2 separate regions of the Lactuca sativa genome follow, and region 1 is linked to region 2. A link is a contact called in public Hi-C data. All regions are on one chromosome and are shown on one strand. The core of a region is the stretch at or near the end of the contact, and the rest is flanking DNA. Distances in the headings are between cores, read along the strand shown. Region 1 holds the start of LOC111887216 (serine/arginine-rich splicing factor RSZ22). Region 2 holds the start of LOC111887211 (probable alpha,alpha-trehalose-phosphate synthase [UDP-forming] 9).

The links. Hi-C and Micro-C count contacts between places; a contact is called where the count stands out from the background.
Region 1: a contact with region 2 is called in a Hi-C map of leaf, with 10 times the contacts expected there. The contact joins the promoter of LOC111887216 here to the promoter of LOC111887211 in region 2. A contact is called at or near these places in 4 of 4 Hi-C or Micro-C datasets (bud, leaf and seed).

Annotation. Positions count from the first base shown.
Region 1 is chr4:11,531,684-11,538,220 of Lsat_Salinas_v11, reverse strand. It overlaps LOC111887216 (serine/arginine-rich splicing factor RSZ22), which reads right to left and starts at 3,349. Exons shown (of 6, transcript XM_023883380.2): 1 at 3,211-3,349; 2 at 2,942-3,040; 3 at 2,354-2,442; 4 at 1,996-2,236; 5 at 1,725-1,859; 6 at 737-1,654. The coding sequence starts at 3,030. The coding sequence ends at 1,648.
Region 2 is chr4:11,350,648-11,358,094 of Lsat_Salinas_v11, reverse strand. LOC111887211 (probable alpha,alpha-trehalose-phosphate synthase [UDP-forming] 9) reads left to right here and starts at 1,947. Exons shown (of 5, transcript XM_023883371.3): 1 at 1,947-2,111; 2 at 2,282-2,325; 3 at 2,993-4,943; 4 at 5,026-5,299; 5 at 5,379-5,901. The coding sequence starts at 2,998. The coding sequence ends at 5,729. LOC111887199 reads right to left here. Exons shown (of 6, transcript XM_023883357.3): 6 at 5,759-7,447. The coding sequence ends at 7,314.

The DNA.
Region 1 (6,537 bases), core at 2,100-4,599, 180 kb before region 2:
TTTCAGTGTGCATATCGATATACGAAATGTATATTTGGTTTTATTACAGATGAAGAACATGTGATGATGAAGTGGGGTTTTCTTCTTTCTTCTCTTTATAATTATTGAAATATTAAAATAAATGTAAAACATAAAAAAGAACCATATCCACAATTTTCTAAATACCACCAAGTTACAATATCTTATTTATCATGTTTGCAGTAAGCGATAAGTTTAAATTGTGATTCATATTCCAATTTAAAGCCAATCGTTTTTTATCTTTTTAAAGGCCACATGTAATTTATTTGTCATCACTAAACTCGAAAAAGATTTAATTTATGTAAATCCATTTTAAAATACATTATCTCGAAAAAAAATTTTAAATAAAGTCGCAAAACAAAACAGGTGAAATTTGTTTACGATTTAGAATACCAAACAAAGTACGGGATATTCATTCAATAGTAATCACAATCCGACTAGGTACATAAAGTATAAATTCACTTGTTTATAAAACTAATAAAAATATAAAACAGATCCATAAACCTTAGAGAATATTTATGGATGAGGATGAATGTTTGATTATTTGAAAAGGTTTTATTGGTGAAGGTTTTTTAAGATAGCTTTTATATTGAATTGTCAATTAAAAAAAAAATATAATAATGGTGACCATTGCGAATGCACTAAAATATCTGCGCCAAAAAAAATTAAAAAATAATCTTTTTTTCTGGGACCCTTTCTAGGACCCTGCTCAGTCATGTGGTGATTAAAAAAGTTTGAATTCAAGGATTAATTATCAACATATTCATGACTACTTTACTTACATATGCGACCTTCAGGGAGAAAACAAAGTCAAAACAAACACCAAACATATGAACCAGGTAGAGGTATTCACCATATAATCCGTTAAACGTTGGCGACTGGTTTCACTAGAGCCCAAAAGCAAAAGTAGGACCCACAGCCCCAGCAGAAAAGGGTACAAGGCGGAGTCAACAAGTCACTGTTTTTACCTTTTTGGCGAGTAGAAACAACAAAAGCTCAGCAACCAGCAGACAAAGAACCAAGATAAGTGGACTGACTGTGTTAAAGACGTGAGAAGCTTTGTCGCAGAGTCAGAGTGTCATTAAATAGTTGATGACCAAAATTTGCAGTTTCAAAGAAGAAGCAGAGATGAAGATGAAGATGCGAAGCTAAACCGTGTGTCAAGAGTAGTAGTAGTAGTCTTAAGATGATGCAGAAACTAGAAGATGATGATGAAGACGATGGTTGGTTGGTTGGTTGGTTCTCAGCCGATAACCAAACCTCAAAATATATAAAAGAAAAAATTAAAAAAAAATGTTTAGAAACAAAATACACTTAAATATCATAATACTAATAATAATATCATGCTTCATGACAGAGTAAACAAAGCAATTGAAGAAAAGAAATGGACCTCTAAGCCGATGAGCAACCCCTTTTTGGCGGGTATAAAGTGCAGTTCCACATCGGATGCCAGGTACAAACACACCACAATGTCATCATCATCATCATCATGATTCATCATTCATATATAAATATATAATAAATAGAACCCTACCCCAAATTTGTTCATCACGAAAAAAAACATATTAACCCCAACCTATCATTTTTCCATTCTCGTCCTTCCATAATCCATTCCTTCTTCACTCCATCTTAAACTCTGAAAACAAGCATTTACATAAGCATTTATAAACAAAAACAAAAATAAATCAAACAAACAAGAAACATACCCGTTAGCATATGGGGAATCACGCCTGGCACGGCGATATGGAGGTGGCGATCTGCTGGCACGTCCTCTGTAAGGTGATATGCTCCGGCGAGGTGGAGACCTTCTCCCACGTGGACTGTATCTCGGACTATAACTTCTGTAAAACAAACACATTTTCACAAAAATAGAAGTCATATTCCAAAAACAAAAAAATAACTTTATAATCAATAAAAAACTTTGGAAAAATGAAAAAGTAGCCAACTTTATAAATATTTATAATAAACGCGACATACCGACGACCATAACTTGGACTTCTTCGTCGTCTGGGACTAGGGCTGCGACGCCGCCCGCTACCTAACCCACGTGGGCCCACACGTAGGCGGCATTCACGGGCAAAATGACCAGGCTCACCACACTCGTAACATTTCAGGTCATCACCACCACCACCACCACGTCCACGGCCACCACCGCCTCGCCCGCCGCCTCCACCGTCCTTTGAATTGTGGGAGAGCTCTACTCGCCACCCGTTCTTCCCTGAATACATTCAAATACATTTGTGATGCCGTTTAATAAGACATGTAATTATAAACCCAATGATATCTAACATTATGGCTATGAATTTTAATGTTTCTGTCTAGAGGAAGAAGATACCATCCAATGCACGAATAGCATCTAGTGCATCTCTGCGATCATCAAACTCAACAAATGCATAACCAGGTGGCCTTCTAGCAACCCACACACTGCATTCAGTTCAATAACAATGATAGGTGAGCATTTAAAAAAGTTAGTTTTTTATTAAAAGGACAAAACCAGTGCTTAGAAAACTGCAAGCAGCATAGAGTAGAAGATTGAACCAAAATATGCATGTATATTGTTTGATATACAAGGAATTTACAGCCTTTCACAAAAAATGAAAGTATACCATAAGATTATATCATGTCACACTTGATGCTTTCAAGTACTTTCAAGTCTCAAACTTTGATGTTAATTACAAAAATAATAAACAATATCTTCTCAAAGTGTTCCATCATTCACAGAATACCAAATCTAAGAGGTTAGAGAAAAAGTTTAACTCGTAGATGTATCACGCAATGTATAACACGATGCTTCATACAAGTTCTCTTGTTTATCTCTTTTTTACTGATTAATTACATTACCTTTGATGATACGAACAAACACAAAGAACAAATATCGAGTACATTGATATGAAAAATCACAAATAATTTAAGCAAAACTTACTTCCTCAGAACACCGTAGACGCGAAATTCATCTTCAAGCTCTCGCTCGGAAACACGTGGATCCAGGTTCCCAACATACACACGAGACATCGCCGTTCACCTATCACAAAAATAGGTAACACCGTCATCTCACCAAATCATGTATAATATAAGCGATCTCCATTTTCGCTTCACGGATACCAAATTACAAATTACAGGTAAAAACATAAAATTAATTGAAACGTCCTGTAAATGAGAATCAATACTCACAATCAGGTGAATTGTGATTACCTCTGCAAAATTTTAAAAGGAATTGCGATCCTATCGAATAAATTGAAACGCAAACGAGAGGCAGTAAAACCCTAATCGATGAGAGAGTAGCAAGACAAAGAAAAATGAAATCGTAGAGAGCGATCGACTAGAGGTCTTCTTAATTTAGGCCATGGGAATGGGCTTATCTTTTGGGCTGTCATAAGAGCCCCCTATTTGGTCCATTTCAGTTGTTGCAGGCCTCTGGCCTATTAAAACCGATAAACTTGATTTGATTTTTTTTTAACCATAATATATCCTAAACTACATGTTAAATTCATCTATGTCCACGATAGGACTTGAACCCTCAACCTCAAAAAGGAAGGACAACACCGGATACCGATAGGCTACAAGCCATTTGGTACGAGCAAAAAGAATCGTAAATAAAAATAATAATAATAATAACTATTGAGTTTCAATATTATTGGCATTATGAGTGATTACATACTAACTATTTAGTTATGTTGGGTTTATATATGTAATGATGCGGACTATTCAACACATGGTTTTGTAGACATGTGCCTAAACTTTATGACCATTACAACTACACATGCAACTGATGGCAATTTACAAAAATGTTTTCTATGAACAATCCTAAGAACTTCTCAAATTGGGTGTAAAAATGGTATCTATGTTCGACTCGATAATGGTAATCTCCTTAAAATTTCTTATCTAGTAGATTTCTTTTCCATGAAATTTTTTAGAGCTTCTCAGGGGATTGAACATAAAAATCATATAAAGTGTACTACAATTATGACCTTGTTCGGCGAAAGAAAACTTTTAGATTTGCATTTAGTTTCGGTTAGACTTAAGTCTGAAATGTCATATGTGTTGACATCATACAACATTTCAGAAGGTTGATGGTGTAAGAGGGATGTATCTAATATAATATAATTATCACATTCACACCCTCTTATCCTTCCTATAAATAGAAGGCCTCACCTTCCAACAAGCAAACATCTCTCTCTCTCTCTCTCTCTCTCTCTCTCTCTCTCTCACACACACACACACACACACACACACTCTCTCTCTCTCTCTCATGGATACATAAAAGTCACCTTATAGTCCTCTCCTTCAACTCTTTCCTGCCAACAAGAGTTGACTCACTTCACACAACAATCTAACTTGAACGTCGGAACTTACTCCCGGTGCATAGTCCCTAAGACAAACCTAGCAATCTTTTTTTATGTTACTCGAGTTTTCTAGTTGGTAATCCACCAATCAAGTACAAGGACTTCATGACATCCAATCCATCGAGTATTTCTGGAAGCCCAACACCGATGAAAGTCATGGATTGGATCTCCGAGATGGAGATGGTGTTTGAGAGTTGTGACTGTAGCAACAAGCAGAAGACTGTGTTCACGGTTAGACAATTGAAGACAAAGGTATTAAGCTGGTAGAAGTTTCTAGCTATTACCATGCCCAATGGAGAAGCTAGTAAGATGCCTTGGGAATACTTTCTGGTGCAATTTAAAATATAGTACTGCTCTAAGCAGGATCTTCTGGAGATTAACAACAAATTACATAACCTAAAGAAGGGAAAGATTAGCGTCAACGAGTACACTTCATGTTCTACGGAGAAAATGAAGCTTGTTCCTTATTTGGCTCCAACTTAACTTTCCAAGGTCAACAAGTTTACTAATAGATTACCAACGAATTTCAGTTCAATGGTCAAGCAAGCAACCACCTTGAAGGTCGCCATCTGGACAGCCAAGAATGTTGAGACCTAATTAAGGGAGAAGGGTCTGGAGAAAGCAGAGGTAGGAGTGAAGAAAAAGTTTGAAGGATCTTATAGATCCAACAAGAATAGCATATTCTCAAAATTTGGCCCCAACAACAAAGAAGTTTAGGGGAAGTAATGAAAAAAATTGGTGCGAGAAGTGCAAGAATAAGCATTATGGAAGATGCAGTTGTGACAACCCGAAATTTATTCCGTCATATTTAACCCCTTCTTCCGTTAATAAGCCTAGTTTTAATAAACTGTCCGTTAACCTTTTGGAAGAGGTTAATTAATGTGAGACTTTTATAATGACTTGGAAAGGGTTGAAACAAATTAGATACACCCTCATTATCCCTTGGAAAATTTTAGTTTCAACCAAGTCAAAATACGACCACTAAATCGGGTGCGACCAAAAGCCCCGTTTAACGGCAGTATCGGGTAGATTTCCACTGAGCTCCAACTCAAGCCCCTATATAAGGGAGATTAAACTTCATTTCCACCCTTTTTACTCTCTCTCTTTACACTCTCTCTCTACAACTTATTTTCGAGCCAAAATCGTCCGTTTCGAGCCCCAAACGAGTAAGCAATCTACCCTAACTTGTTGTATAGCTTATTTAGCATGAAAATTCGAGTTTAAGACATAAAATAGGGGCAAGATTATGTGTTTACGGCCCAAGAACACTCTTGGACCGTGAACACCCCTAAATGGGGTTTTTAAGCCCCAAACCCCTCCAAATTGCCCCTAAGGCTTAGATATGACTTGTAGACTTGCACAAACGAGCTTAGAACACCTTGAACTAGAATTTTGGGGAGTAAACTTGAGTTTACTGCCCAAGAACATGCTTGGGCCGTAAACTCCTCTTTATGGGGAGTAAACTCGAGTTCAAGGGTTAGAAATGCCCCATACACCTCCTATGGCCTTGGAAAATGTCTAGAAGCAAATCCCATTGATGTAAATGCTTTAAACATTAAACAAACCAAGGAAATAGGAGTTTACGGCCGTAAACCCCCATAGAATTGGTCCATGGGCCGTAAACTCCCATTAAGTGCCCAAATGATGCCCTAAACTCCCCATTTGACTTGGAAAAATGCATAGGATTTTATTCTCTATCATTTAAGCCCTTAAAACACCAAAGGAATATGTACATAGGAGCTTACGGCCGTAAACTCCTTGATTAGGGCCGTAAACTCCTATTTGGTCCATTTAGATGCCTTAAATCCACTCATGTGATTTATATTTGGACTTAGCATAATTCTACAAGGGATATAAGACACTTTGGCATCCTATAACACCCTCACCATGAGTTTACGGTCGTAAACTCATGGGAGTTAGTCCCAGGGTCGTGAACTCTATAAATAGTTTACTCTTGGAGAGTAAACTCCCTATTTAAGCCATTCGCACCCTTAAATGTTACCCGGGACACTCCAAGCACTTAACCAAAGTGTTTTCCGCACTTTAGGATGCGTATACTTGTTTAATTAGTATTATATGTACTAATTTTATGTAAAAATATATTATCATATGTTAATAGGTCACTAAGTGTGTTCAAGTCTTTACTTGACACCGAGCACCCAACCGGCACCTTCGT
Region 2 (7,447 bases), core at 698-3,197:
AACACAGAACGGGAGTCGTTTCCTTGAACTAGTCGCTTGAACCTTCAAGGTGCGGCTCTGATACCAATTGATGAAACCCATTTTGACGATCGGTGGATGCGGAATAATAATATGATGAGATTTAACGAACATAAAAATGAAGAGCATGAAGATGAGGAGTTCCATAAACTAGAAAAGAGATAAAATAATACATGAAGAACATTGTTGGGAGAAATAAATCTGAGAAATCCCACCACACTTTCTCTCTCTAGAAACTACATTGTGAGTGCACTCTTACATATTACATGACCACTTCTCTTTATATATAGGAGAGAGAAAACACCACCAATACAATAAAAGGAAAAATACAACCTAACTATCACTCATAATTTGTAGAGCATTTACATGCTCCAACAATATAAAATAAATATATCAATCATCACATTATATCAGAGTAAATCAAGAAAATGCAGAACGAGGTGGTGTATGTTCTGCAATCATCTCGAGCTATTCCATTTGAAAACCGAAGTACCTGAAACATAAACTGAAAACGTAAGCACAAATCTTAGTGAGTTCCCCAAAATATCACATATCATACATACATAACACGTACTGGCCCCCCACCCTCCATCGTACCCCGCTCGGTATACATATCTGTCAATCACCAGGCCCCACCTGAAAACCCGAAAAATAGGGTTTGTCGATTGCTAGCTGTCACGTCGTGACCATATACTGTCACGTTGTGGCGGCTTAAATAAACACGAGGTCTTATCTTGATTTGCCACATCGTGGTGCCTCCACCTCACCGTAGCAAACCCTAAAATACCAAAAATTGAAAACATGAAGTAACTCGAGATCCGGATGTTACACTTAGAGTCGTTTGTTTATATATTTTTGATGTTCCAAAAGAAATTATCATGCAAGTACGTGATAAATTATGAACCAAATATACATAATGGTTTGTGAAAAACATTATAATAATAAAAAAAAATAACAAACTTCTAAGACGAGAGTGAAAAATCTATGTTAAAAGTTGAAAACTAAATAAGTTTATCTTATAAAGATAATCGATTTGTTATACATGACCTATAACCAAGATCATATTTGATGTGATGAAATTAAAAGATGGAGTCAATTATTCCATCAAATTTCCTTTCATTTTTATTAAGCTCTACACCCGACTGAAATGAAAAAGGATATAATATAATCTACTTTTATTTATGTGGTTTTTAGTAATACACATCAATTTATAAGATTTATAGGACACTAGTGAATAAAAACAACTAGAAAATATTTTTTTGTTAGTATAAATACATTTCGTCTCTTTTTATGTGAATCCTGATTATTCGAACCCGGGTCTACTATATTGTTTACTGTCAAACTATCACTAAATCATCATTAGTCCACCTGATAAAACTTTTATTATGTTTAATTTTATGATTTTAACATAAAAACATTATTGATTATAATAATAAATATATAGCATACAATATATTGTATTTACCAATAACACTTTTTTTATGATAATTTCGTTTTCGTATATGTCAACAACATATACTCATAATTTAATGTTCTATTCTATTATTTTATTTATTTTATGAATTTACCCATTTAAGTCATTCATCATTCCATTAGTCAAGAATTGAAGCAAAAGAGATTTTAATTATTTAACCATTAATAAGATAAGAAAATATAAAATCTATTAGTTTAAACAATAAAAACCAATTTCTCATCTATGTTTCAAATTAGATTAATAATTAATAAAAATACAAATATTTGTTTGGACTTCGGATTAACAAAAACAAAAATCCCATTAGAAAGGTAATGGCATAATGAAAGTATGTTGGTAAAGTAAAGGGTATTTCAGTAAAATGATATGTTAAACTCGATCCTTAAACCATGGTTGAGCTCCCAATGTTTAACTATGGTGAAGTAATGTCAACTTTATCCCTTCTCTCTCCACCCCTCCCAATATTAACCCCCACGCTATTACAGTCTCTCTCTCTCTCTCTCTCTCTCTCTCATACAACACCGAGCAATCTCTCCACCGCCGTTCTTTGCCGGAGGAACGCCATTCACCTCCGCGCCGGACTTCCATTTTCAAAACAAACGGTTGCACGTATCGTCTCAAAGTAAGTCTCGGCATGAAATGGATGCTTTTATATCTCCACATCCATATGATCTATGTCCAGTTCTTAATTCCAATTGACGCTCTTTGTTTTCATGGAAATGATGTTTGGTTTTGTATGAAAGTTAATGAACTGTCTCTTTCTCTTTCTCATTCCGTTTCTCATTTTTGCAGAAAATTACAGGATTCTTAAGGTTATAAGAAGATCGGCGTTTTAGGTAAGAATTACTATTAATTTAGGCAAGGAATTTAGATATCTTCAGTTACTTCACTCATATTAGGTATTAATTCAATCACGAACACACGCTAATGGAAAGTTTCCTTACGAAGAAAACTGTTTTTATCCTATTTTTAGATGATAGTCACGCCTGCTGTGCGTTTCCTTTTTGTAGTTTGAAGCAATCATTTCGTTTTGGATCTTTTGAGAAACGATTTAACTTCTTCTGAATCCTGATCTCCTCAATTTCGAGAATGTTTTACAACAAAACTTGAAGACTAGTATTTTCAAATGCAAAATCGATAATAGATAATCGATAGTGATTTGTTGTAGATTATAAACGAATTCTACTATATTCTGCTGCAGTAATAAAAAGAGTAAACGAATCTGAAAAGTGTACAATCAATATCATTATCAATGTTCAAATCAGATGCTAACGCAATTGACATCAAACTCCAAAACTGTTGTCCTTTTTTTGGATAGGAGGACGTAATTTGTCTGCTACCATTCAGGGAAATACCGACGATAATGTCAATTTCTGAATTTTGCATAGATGCTTATTTGCCATGGATGCATATGCATATCGAAGAACTTGACTAGAACTTGGGTGGTTTCCCCTTTCTGCAAAACCCTATTTTTAACAATGAATTCTACTTTACAAATTACAGGTGATATGGCATCAAAATCGTATGCAAACATTTTGGATTTGGATCCGGATAAGCTATTAGACATCCCTCAAACTCCCAGATCCCTTCCACGTGTCATGACCATACCTGGAATCATCGCCGATAGCAACAACGACTCCAATTCCGATAAAACTTGTCGAGAGAGAAAAATCATAGTAGCAAACATGTTACCTTTACACATTCAACGCGATCCCGACACTCTAAAATTGACCTTCACTTTTGATGAAGATTCACTTTTATGGCAATTAAAAGACGGATTTTCTCCCGAAACTGAGTTTATCTACATCGGTTCACTCAAAGTCGAAGTAGACGCAACAGAGCAAGAAGAAGTTGCTCAGAAGCTTCTAGATGAATACAATTGTGTCCCCACTTTTCTTCCTCACGACCTTCAAAAAAAATACTACGCTGGTTTCTGTAAACATCAACTATGGCCTCTCTTCCATTACATGCTCCCCATGTGCCCGGATCATGCCGACCGATTTGACCGAGTTCTCTGGAAAGCCTACGTGTCTGCTAACAAAATATTCGCGGATAAAGTCATGGAAGTTGCTAATCCGGAAGACGATTACATCTGGGTTCATGATTACCATCTTATGATCCTCCCCACTTTCTTGAGAAACCGTTGTAACCGAATCAAACTCGGTTTCTTCCTCCATAGCCCATTTCCATCTTCAGAAATCTACAGAACTTTACCTGTTAGAGATGAAATTCTTAAAGGACTTTTGAATTGTGACCTAATCGGATTCCATACGTTTGATTACGCTCGACATTTCTTGTCATGTTGTAGTCGAATGATGGGTCTCGATTACGAATCAAAACGAGGTCACATTGGACTCGATTACTTCGGTCGAACAGTCTACATCAAGATTTTACCCGTTGGGATCCACATGGGTCGACTTGAATCCGTTTTAAACCTCCCGATTACATTAAGAAAAGTTAAAGAGATCGCCGAGCGTTTCAAAGGTAAGAAGCTTATAGTCGGGGTTGATGACATGGACATTTTCAAAGGTATAAGTTTAAAACTACTTGCGTTCGAGTATCTCCTACAAATTCACGTCTCCCTTCGTGGTAAACTCGTTTTAATCCAAATTGTGAATCCCGCAAGAAGCACCGGAAAAGACGTACAAGAAGCGAAGCGTGAAACGTATTTAATTATAAACCGAATCAACGAAGCGTACGGTTCGCCGGAATATTCTCCGGTGGTTTTGATCGACCGGCCGGTCGCGCGCTACGAAAAGTCGGCGTATTATTCGATGGCGGATTGTTGTATAGTGAACGCGGTCCGAGATGGGATGAATTTAGTCCCGTATAAATACATCGTATGCCGACAAAATTCGCCGATTTCGGACGAAAACGCCCGTACAAGTATGTTGGTGGTGTCCGAATTTGTAGGGTGTTCCCCGTCTTTAAGCGGGGCTATACGCGTCAACCCGTGGGATATCGAATCGGTTGCTGTAGCTATGAATTCGGCTATAGTAATGAAAGAATCGGAGAAGCAGTTGAGACATTTAAAGCATTATAAATACGTGAGTTCACATAACGTCGGGTATTGGGCGCGTAGCTTTTTGCAAGATTTGAAACGAGCATCGAAAGATCATGATAATAAACGGTGTTGGGGGATTGGATTTGGTTTGGGTTTTAGAGTGATGTCGATGTCCCCTGGTTTTAGAAAGCTGTCCCCCGATGCTATTGTGTCCGCGTATAAACGGTCGAATAAACGCGCAATCTTTTTGGATTACGACGGGACACTTGTCGCCCACTCGTCGATCGTGAAAACTCCAAGCGCGGAAGTTATTAGAATTTTGAATGTTTTGTGTAATGATCCGAAGAACACGGTGTTTATCGTGAGTGGAAGAGGGAAAGACACGTTGAGCGATTGGCTTGCACCGTGTGAGCGGTTAGGTATAGCGGCGGAACACGGGTATTTCATGAGGTATTGAAATGTCGTTTTTACCCCTCCCTCCGGTTATACTAATATTATTATTTTAATGATATGATGATATGTTTGTTTGTAGGTGGGGTGGGAGTTTGGAGTGGGAATGTGGGGTGGTGGGTGGGGATCTTGAGTGGAAGGAGATAGCGGAACCGGTGATGGAACTATATAGGGAGTCAACGGATGGGTCAACGATTGAGGTGAAAGAGAGTGGTTTGGTGTGGCATCATCAGGATGCAGATCCGGATTTCGGTTCGTGTCAAGCTAAGGAGTTGTTGGTTCATTTGGAGAATGTGTTAGCCAATGAGCCGGCTTTGGTTAAACGGGGACGACATATAGTGGAAGTAAAACCTCAGGTAATGACATTTACATTTTTGGCCCCTTGGGTATAGCTGATTTTGCAATTTTGGAAATTGATTGATTGGCATTTGGCAGGGTGTGAGTAAAGGGTTGGTGTCGGAGAAGGTAGTTTGTGGGATGATTGAGAAAGGGGAGGCACCGGATTTTGTATGCTGTATTGGGGATGATAGATCTGATGAGGACATGTTTGAAAGTATAATGAATATGATTCCAAATACAAATACAAATACAAATACAAATAGTAGGTGTGGAGAGGGAGTAGAGATATTTGCTTGTACAGTTGGAAGGAAGCCAAGTAAAGCCAAGTATTACCTTGATGACACTGTGGATGTGGTGAGACTGCTGTCGGGGCTTGCTAACGCTTCGGATCCTAAGCCTAGTAGTAATCCCGCTAGCTTTCAGGTTACTTTTGATGCGGTTTTTTGAGGAGAAGCATATCACGTGTACATGTACAGTTTTGTTTTTTTTTTTTTTCTTTTTGAAAAATGAAAACTCTTTCTTTTACTTTAGTTAGCTGGGTCTGGGTGAGAGGTGTCAAAGCTGTTTGGATGCCGGTTACGTTTGTTTCTAGTGGAGTTTTGGTTTTATAAAAACACAAGAGTGCACAGTTTTTTTTTTTTTTTTTTTTTCTCCTCATTAAAAAGTAAAAGACTTTCTAACATCCCAAGTCCTAACCATTGATCAGAAACTTTTCTCTGAAAATAGCTTTTGCATTTGTACGTATGTGAGTGGGTCTAATGTCGATGGGATAGAGACAGATTGCAAAATTTTGACTTTCCTAGGTGAATTCTTTTATTTGGACTGTTTTCAAGAAGTACTGAAAGCGATTTATCTAGGTTTCAAATGTGAGGGAATGAACATGTTTTCCACAAATCTTATAGTTTTATTGTCAATCATGTGATTAATATATTAAGAGTAAATTTTATTTTGAAATATTGACTCCTTAACGGCCACATAAAAAAAATTTAAAAAAAAAAACTCATCTCATATAATAACAGTATATCTTCGGTATTTGAGAATATATCTACGAATTTTGATGATAGAAATTTCCAAAAAGAAAAGAAAAATGAAATTCAGACAAAACGTTGCTAAAAATGATTTTATAATTTTTTTCAATTTCAAATTGTTTTTTCTATTTTATTTTTCTCTCTCTTGCATTTATTCCCAACCATCATCTTTTTTTCAAAAAAAGTTCAAACTCGACCCAAAAAACGTCAAAGAACAGGTTCAGAAATCATGAACAAGTTTGAAATTTTCGAACTAGATATTTTTCGAAACACATGAATTCTCGAAACTACTAGAGACAGAGAAAAAAAAAACGAAAATTTCAAACTATTTTATCATAAAAAGCAATTTCTGAACCACCTTTCTGTCAAGAGGATGTAATTTTGAAGATTTTATATTCTTAAATTTCGAAAATATGTGGTTATTACTCGAGACAAGTTCTTTTCAGGTGACCATTAAGGTCAACACCTCTTGTATATTTGGATCGTGAGTATATTCTAGTCCCTAAAAATTTCTCTTGCACTACAGGTCTTTATTTTCGTAAGATAGGCACGTGATACACCAACCTTAGTCCTCAAAAAAACGATTTTATAAGAAGCTCCAAGATGGGCGATAGGGCGATAATCTGTATCCCACTCTTGTCTTGTGCACCCCACCAAATGCAAATAGAAATCCTTTTATATAATAGTAAAAAAAATGCAAAATACTTTTCAATAAAATAGGATAAAATACTTGGGAAATCACGTGCACGAAGACGTTTGGTGTCTTTTGTCTTTGACCCATTTCCTCTTTATCTATTTAACATCATACTAAAGCTAAAACACTTTTAATATAACCCAAATCTGACCAACTTATTGTATAAAAACATGTACATCTTTTATCGGGTAAGAAATAGAAAGCCATCATTCACACTTTTTACATAACATTTCATCAACTTTCAACACATTAACAACTAGACAAAAGTAGGAAACCAGACATATGACTTACAAACAAAACTAAACTAAACTAAGAAGTAATCCCCCATGATTCACCAACGGATGAAGTTGTATTACTAGTTTCCACAAAACCCTCAAAGTTAGCATATATCTGCCTATCTATCTTCGACTTCTCTTCATTTTTGACACCATAACCATTTTCTT